2 separate regions of the Gossypium arboreum genome follow, and region 1 is linked to region 2. Evidence: chromatin contacts called from public Hi-C data. All regions are on one chromosome and are shown on one strand. Each heading gives the region's core, a stretch centred on a gene start, on an enhancer-like site or on the middle of the called end of the contact. The rest is flanking DNA. Distances are from core to core; before and after follow the strand shown. Region 1 holds the start of LOC108478548 (AAA-ATPase At1g43910-like). Region 2 holds the start of LOC108478730 (probable leucine-rich repeat receptor-like protein kinase At1g35710).

Region 1 (3,093 bases), core at 117-2,616, 220 kb after region 2:
ACAATGTTACCTACAGAAAAATTTAAAAAAAAACACACACACACATACATAAATCATCGTTATCTAAGCTAATAATAATAATTTTATAATGTTATAGCTTTGAAAGTTTAGTGAGGTACTTACTCCAGGATCAATGGCTGAAGGACGATCGGTTCTTCCATCTTCGCCTTCCTTCTCACGGTCATTTTTTAACTTGCCACGATCTTTTGAAATCTTTGTGCTGCAATCTATATCTTCAATTAGAAGAATGGAGCGGTTTGTGGTGGATGTAAGTATACGTCTAAGATCGGCATCATTTCGAACACTTTGGAACTGGAGATCATACACGTTGTAGTTCAAGTAATTTGCAATTGCAGCTACCAGTGAAGATTTGCCAGTCCCTGGAGGACCAAACAAAAGGTAGCCACGTTTCCAAGCCCTCCCAACGTTTTCAAAGAAATCCTTGCGTCCCACAAATGAGTCAAGGTCATCCATTATGAACTGCTTCAGCTCTGGCTCCATAGCCAAAGTCTCGAACCTTGCCGGGTGCTTGAAAACAGCCGACTCCCACCTGGAACGATCTTGGTTATAGGTATAGATGTTGAGCTTTTCTCGCTTGCTCAAGATTGTTTGAGCTGTCTTCGCTATATGGGGAAAATACTTTTGTTCAACAAGTTCCCTAACTCTTTTCTTGCACGTCAAGTGATAGGTTTTTTTATCAGGGATGTAGTACTTTTCCGATTCTTTAACATGCAGAGTCCACTCCAAGGTTATACCTTCGAATTCATCGATGATTTTGCAATCGGAAGGGATCTTCCGTTTCGGCGGCGATGTTGGGTTGTTAATGTCATTGGAGCCGAGGAGAAGTTTGTCGGTGGAAGGGCCGATTCGGGTAGGAAGGTAGACCTCAACAGCTCGAAACGTTTCATTATAAACAGCTTGCCAGCGTTCTTCAATGATGAAAGTGAAGTTGGAGGAGAAGTATTTGGATACCAGATCAGAGAATTTGGTGTTGATAAACCTTTGCATCGGTTTCGGAATCATTTCATTCAGGATTGTACGGATTAACATGGCCATTGCTGAAAGGGAGGCATAAGCAGCAAGGATGGTAGACATGGAAGGTAGCTCTTTCAAAAGGGAAGCCATTTTTGGATACAGAGAGAAAAATTCGATGGAGGAGAAACGAAAACTGAAGTGGGTTTTAAGTGTGGCCTGGCTTCTGTAAGGCGGAGACTACTGCCTTGACTTGGATTGAATGTAGCAAATTCGAAGAAGATGGATATTGTTTAATCTAAAATAGCGTCACGGGGAAATTGTATGGAAGAGAATAAGTGAGAGACTGTTTTTGGACGGCTACTTGGAATTCCAACACTTTTCAACTACTCTATGTTGAATATTACACACCATACATTGCCAAGCGGCTTCTTTAATTAGACTTTTTGAGTGCAGAACATTTGGGGATTTGATGTTAAATACAGTCAGCTATGGAATACAGCCAATACTCATGACAATCTTGCCCAACCTAACCAGTTGTTAACATCTCATACTTTCACTATAATCACATGAATATAATACTAGTTAAAATTTTTTTTTCCTTAAAACAAAAGTGTCATTCGAGTAAATTAAAAGTTAAAAAATTCAATAAATGTGTTTGATCTAAAAAACAGAGCACCATGAAATGAGTGTGATGGAGAAAATACTATACTCTCATGTCCCTGAGACACTGACAAGCCACATGTTCTAAGAAGATAGTATAAACACTACATTTTTATGTTTCTTACAATCCTCATGTTCTGAAGGATTTGGTTGCATTTCAGAGAAATTTTCTAAGAACTATTGAAGGACTGAAAACGAAATTGGATACCTAGCTAGTTGACTAGATAATAATATTGTAAAATCTTAGGCTTTCCTTGTCTTTTCTCTTTACAGCACCATGCAACAATTTACTTTACTCTTTCCATGTCAACCCTAAATCACTTTTCCTTTTATATTGATTCTTCATAATAAAATTTCGCTTTCTGTTTTTTTTTTTTTTTTTTTTGTGCGTTTGGCTGAGCTCCAAAGTCCAAAACCATCAGCCCCGTAGTTAAGAAGCTGACAGGGACTTGGAAAACTTTTCAGTTTTTTAAAATTTTATTACAGTAAAATTATACTTTGATTACAGTTAAAAAAATTCGCTTATTTATTTTTCTCCTATGGGATAAAAATGTTCTCACTATTTTATATTTTATGCTTTTATATAAAATCAATAAAACTCAATCACAATAAAAATTTGTACACGACACCATAAATTTAATCAAAACCTCAATTATTTTAAATCAAACTTCTATAAATATATTTGCAAATAATATTTGTTTTTTACCTATATTATTAAACTCCTTGAAATAATTTATTATATATATATATATATGTGTGTGTAATTTTGTTATTTAATTTAAAATAGACGATATTAATTTATGTTAAACTTAATAAAAGTTAAATCTATAATTTATTTAAATTTAAAATTATTAAACTTTCTTTACTCAGATTAATTTATTGCAAACTTTTAAATTGATTTTTAATAAAATTTGCTATATTAAAGTATTGGACATTTAATAATTCATGGACTAAATTACAGTAAATGAATACATAATAAAATATAATTTTAAAAATTTACATAAGCCATTAATATAAATGATTAGAAATTTTCGACTTTTAAAATATAATTATTTTCTGGTATACAAAATATAATAATTAAACATTCAAAAAACTTGTTTTAGGAAGATATGGCTTTTCATTCATGTGCTTGTTGCTTACAGTACACCAAGCATTTCCCACACGGGTTAAACACTATTAGTTGAGTGAGCTTTGTTCCTTACAAGTTGCTAAAGAAAGTCTTTTTAACTTTTTACCTTTCTTTTACGAAATACCAGCATATATAACCATTCACAGGAGTTATTAAGCATTTACCTTTTAGTGGAAAAATGCTTTCTCCTTTTGTTTTGTTTTTTTTCCTTAAAAGTGGATTTTTTTTGGCTAAATCTATAGATATTAAACTAGGAAGATGTTGATGCCGTTAAACTTTGTCATCATGGAACCACCACCTGGTCTGCTTTGGAGATCGACCATTTCTAC
Region 2 (3,037 bases), core at 367-2,866:
TTAGCTGATAAATCTAGCGTAGAAATGGATGTAGAAGATAACCACCTCGGAAGAGACCCTCTAATCCCAGTTTTCGCCAACATAAGCCGAAAAAGTTTCAATTTAGCAAACCATTTTGGTATGCTAACTAGTCCAAGAGGATTAAACGACAGATCCAATGTCTGTAAGTTCTGCAACTTGGCCAGCTCTGTAGGAAGTTCACCAGAGAGATGGTTTCTAGATAAATCTAATGTTTGAAGGCTTTGCAAATTGCTGAAACTAGAAGGAATCTTGCTGGTAATACGATTATTCGACAAGAATAATTCAGTAAGAGTGACAAGGTGGCCCATTGTAGCTGGTAATTTCCCAGTTAGCTTGTTGTTCTCAAGGATTAGCCTCTGAATGCTTGGGAGGTGGCCAATGGATGGAGGTAAACTTCCTGTCAGCTTGTTTTCTGATATGCGGCAAAACTGAAGAGAGATGAGCCCCGAAATCGATGAAGGGATGCTTCCTGTAATCTGGTTTTGATTGAGATCTAGGAGTACTAATGCTGAAAGTCCTCTTATGGATTTAGGAATGCTGCCTTTTATCGTGTTTTGGGATAAGTCCAGATATTTGAGGCTCTTAAGCTTGCCTATAGTTGTAGGCAAACTGCCAGAAAGATTGTTAGCATGAAGATCAAGCTTTGTCAATAATACCAACTTCCCTATTGTTGCTGGAATTGATCCTCTCAATTGGTTTTCCGAAAGACCAAGTTCGGTGAGTGCTGTTAAGGATCCAATAACAGAGAAAGGTATAATACCAGAAATATGGTTGTTGTTGAGGAAAAGCCTTTCCAGCCGAGATAAGTGCTTGAATGTTGCCGGTATCGACCCTGTAAGCTGGTTTGAATTGAGAAAAAGATGAGTAAGACGCCTTAACTTGCCAAATTCCAGTGGTATTGGTCCATTCAAGTTTTTGAGATTGCTAAGGTCAAGAAGTTGAAGATAGGATAGGTTCCCAAGGGAGGGAGACAAAGTTCCATTCATGAATGTATCCAAAAGGTCGTCGTCATCCGAAACAAGGCCCGAGCGTGTGACATTGACAACTCTTCCCACAGAATTGCAAGCGACCCCTTTCCAGGATGTGCAGCAATCAGTTGATGATATCCATGATTGCAATAGTCGTGAAGGGTCAGCTGTGATGGTGCGCTTGAATCCCAGTAATGCTTCTTTGTCCACTGCATTGCAGGCCGCCCAGGCTGATGGTGAGAAAGATAGTGACGGTAAGAGCAAAAGAAGTAGAGAAAACATATTGTTATGAAATGAAATCTCCATTGATGACTATGAAATCATGAACCTGAAAGTCCAATCTTATTATATATTCATTTGAAGGCAAGTTGCCAGATATTGAAAACAGTGCTGCCATGTGATTAATCCGGCTTTCATTAAGTTAATATTAATGGATATTAGCCTATCGGGGGAACTTCCAGCCAGTTGCATACAATATAAGCCTATTGGCCAACCTGGAAGAGGCGGCTGTGATAAAATTTTGGATCTTAATGTTTAAGCAACAAATGAATCAAAGTAAATACTTAATTATATTTTTTAGCATCCTTTGTATTTGTCTATGAACTGAAGCATGATGATTGATGACCATCGGCTTAGCTTTTGAGTTAAGGAACCAGTAAAAATTATTGCACTGTGTTTGCAGACATGATAAGTTTGATCCCACTTTCGACCAATGAATAGTTAACAGTAATCTCATTTTTACATGGGAGCGGGACCTGAAAGCGTAATAATATTCGCGGGCTCCATTCATGTAAAGCATTAATGGTATCACAACTCATGCATATTTCAACAGGTGATATATACCCACAGCTTCATTGATTCTGTATTTCATAGCTGTAAATACAAGCGAGGGGGGAAAAAATTGTCTCGACATGCACTTTGAACTGTGCCTTTCAGGTCATTTATTTCTCTACAGTCACGGGATATGATAAGGAAGCATAGCTTTGTTCATACGAAAAGGCAGATTATTCTTACAAAACATTTCAAGTAATCAAATTTATCAATCCAAGCCACTAATTGGTGCAATAAGTCCTTTAATTGGGCCAAGAGTTACCTAAAATAAACCGAATAAGGTTGGCAATTATCTGGACCTATCTGATAAGCCTCAAAGGACAAGTAGGGCCCAAGTACTATATTGTTTACTAGCGTATACCCCCACGCCCATAAGACCATGTGAGCAAAATCAAAATATTGAAAATATACAAAATTATTACAATTTATGCGAAAACAAAGATTTTCTTTTAGATTTCCCACTAACAAACTGAAAACTAACAAGCCCGAACTGAGAACAATAGAGAAGGAATCTTAGACAAGAAAGACACACATGGATGTTTCAACTAAAAACATTGCTGAAATAACATGATTCAAGGGATTACAGAACCAAAACTCTTGCATTCCATTAAAGATTTCTGGTCAGCACCTTGGCAGAAAAAGAAACGCGATGGGCACCTGATCAAGCAGTTGTCCGCAAGGCTGACATTTGCAGTGTCTGGTTTGAGTACCAGCAATGGCCCTGGAATTGGTCCGAACAAGTAGTTCCCTCCAAGCAACAGTCTTGCAAACGGGGCAATTCCGGAGGCAGGCAGAGCCGCTCTCAATGCGTATTGGATAGGGATCATACCCGAAAACTTGTTGTTTTCCATGGATAAAGCTGACAGCTTTGGCACTAATGGCAAGAAAGGAGGTAACCAGCCTTGGAGCTCGTTATTGCTCAAGTCAACAGCAATAAGCTCACTTTGGGTGCCTAGATTAGAGGGAGCTTGTAAAGAATCAAAGGAGTTGAATGCGAGAGTGAGTTGTTGAAGAGATGGGTGGTTAAAGAGGAAATAAGGGACTGAGCCGGTGAGTTTATTGTGACTCAGGTCTAATACTTGCAGAAAGTTCAAATATTTAAGACTTGGAGGGATTGTGCCTTCAATCATGTTGTTCCTCATGGAAATTTGGACTAAAGAAGGTGGCGGCGTTGTAGGCAAATACCCAGAAATGACATTGTTGCTTGCATCAAGAAA

What was found. Hi-C and Micro-C count contacts between places; a contact is called where the count stands out from the background.
Region 1: a Hi-C map of leaf shows a contact between it and region 2, with 3 times the contacts expected there. The contact joins the promoter of LOC108478548 here to the promoter of LOC108478730 in region 2. A contact is called at or near these places in 2 of 5 Hi-C or Micro-C datasets (both in leaf).

Annotation. Positions count from the first base shown.
Region 1 is chr12:14,795,976-14,799,068 of ASM2569848v2, forward strand. It overlaps LOC108478548 (AAA-ATPase At1g43910-like), which reads right to left and starts at 1,367. Exons shown (of 2, transcript XM_017781008.2): 1 at 124-1,367; 2 at 1-10. The coding sequence starts at 1,125. LOC108477213 (probable ubiquitin-conjugating enzyme E2 16) reads right to left here. Exons shown (of 6, transcript XM_017779692.2): 6 at 2,730-3,093. The coding sequence ends at 3,035.
Region 2 is chr12:14,572,668-14,575,704 of ASM2569848v2, forward strand. LOC108478730 (probable leucine-rich repeat receptor-like protein kinase At1g35710) reads right to left here and starts at 1,617. Exons shown (of 1, transcript XM_017781200.2): 1 at 1-1,617. The coding sequence starts at 1,295. It overlaps LOC108479949 (probable inactive leucine-rich repeat receptor kinase XIAO), which reads right to left. Exons shown (of 1, transcript XM_017782823.2): 1 at 2,245-3,037. The coding sequence ends at 2,393.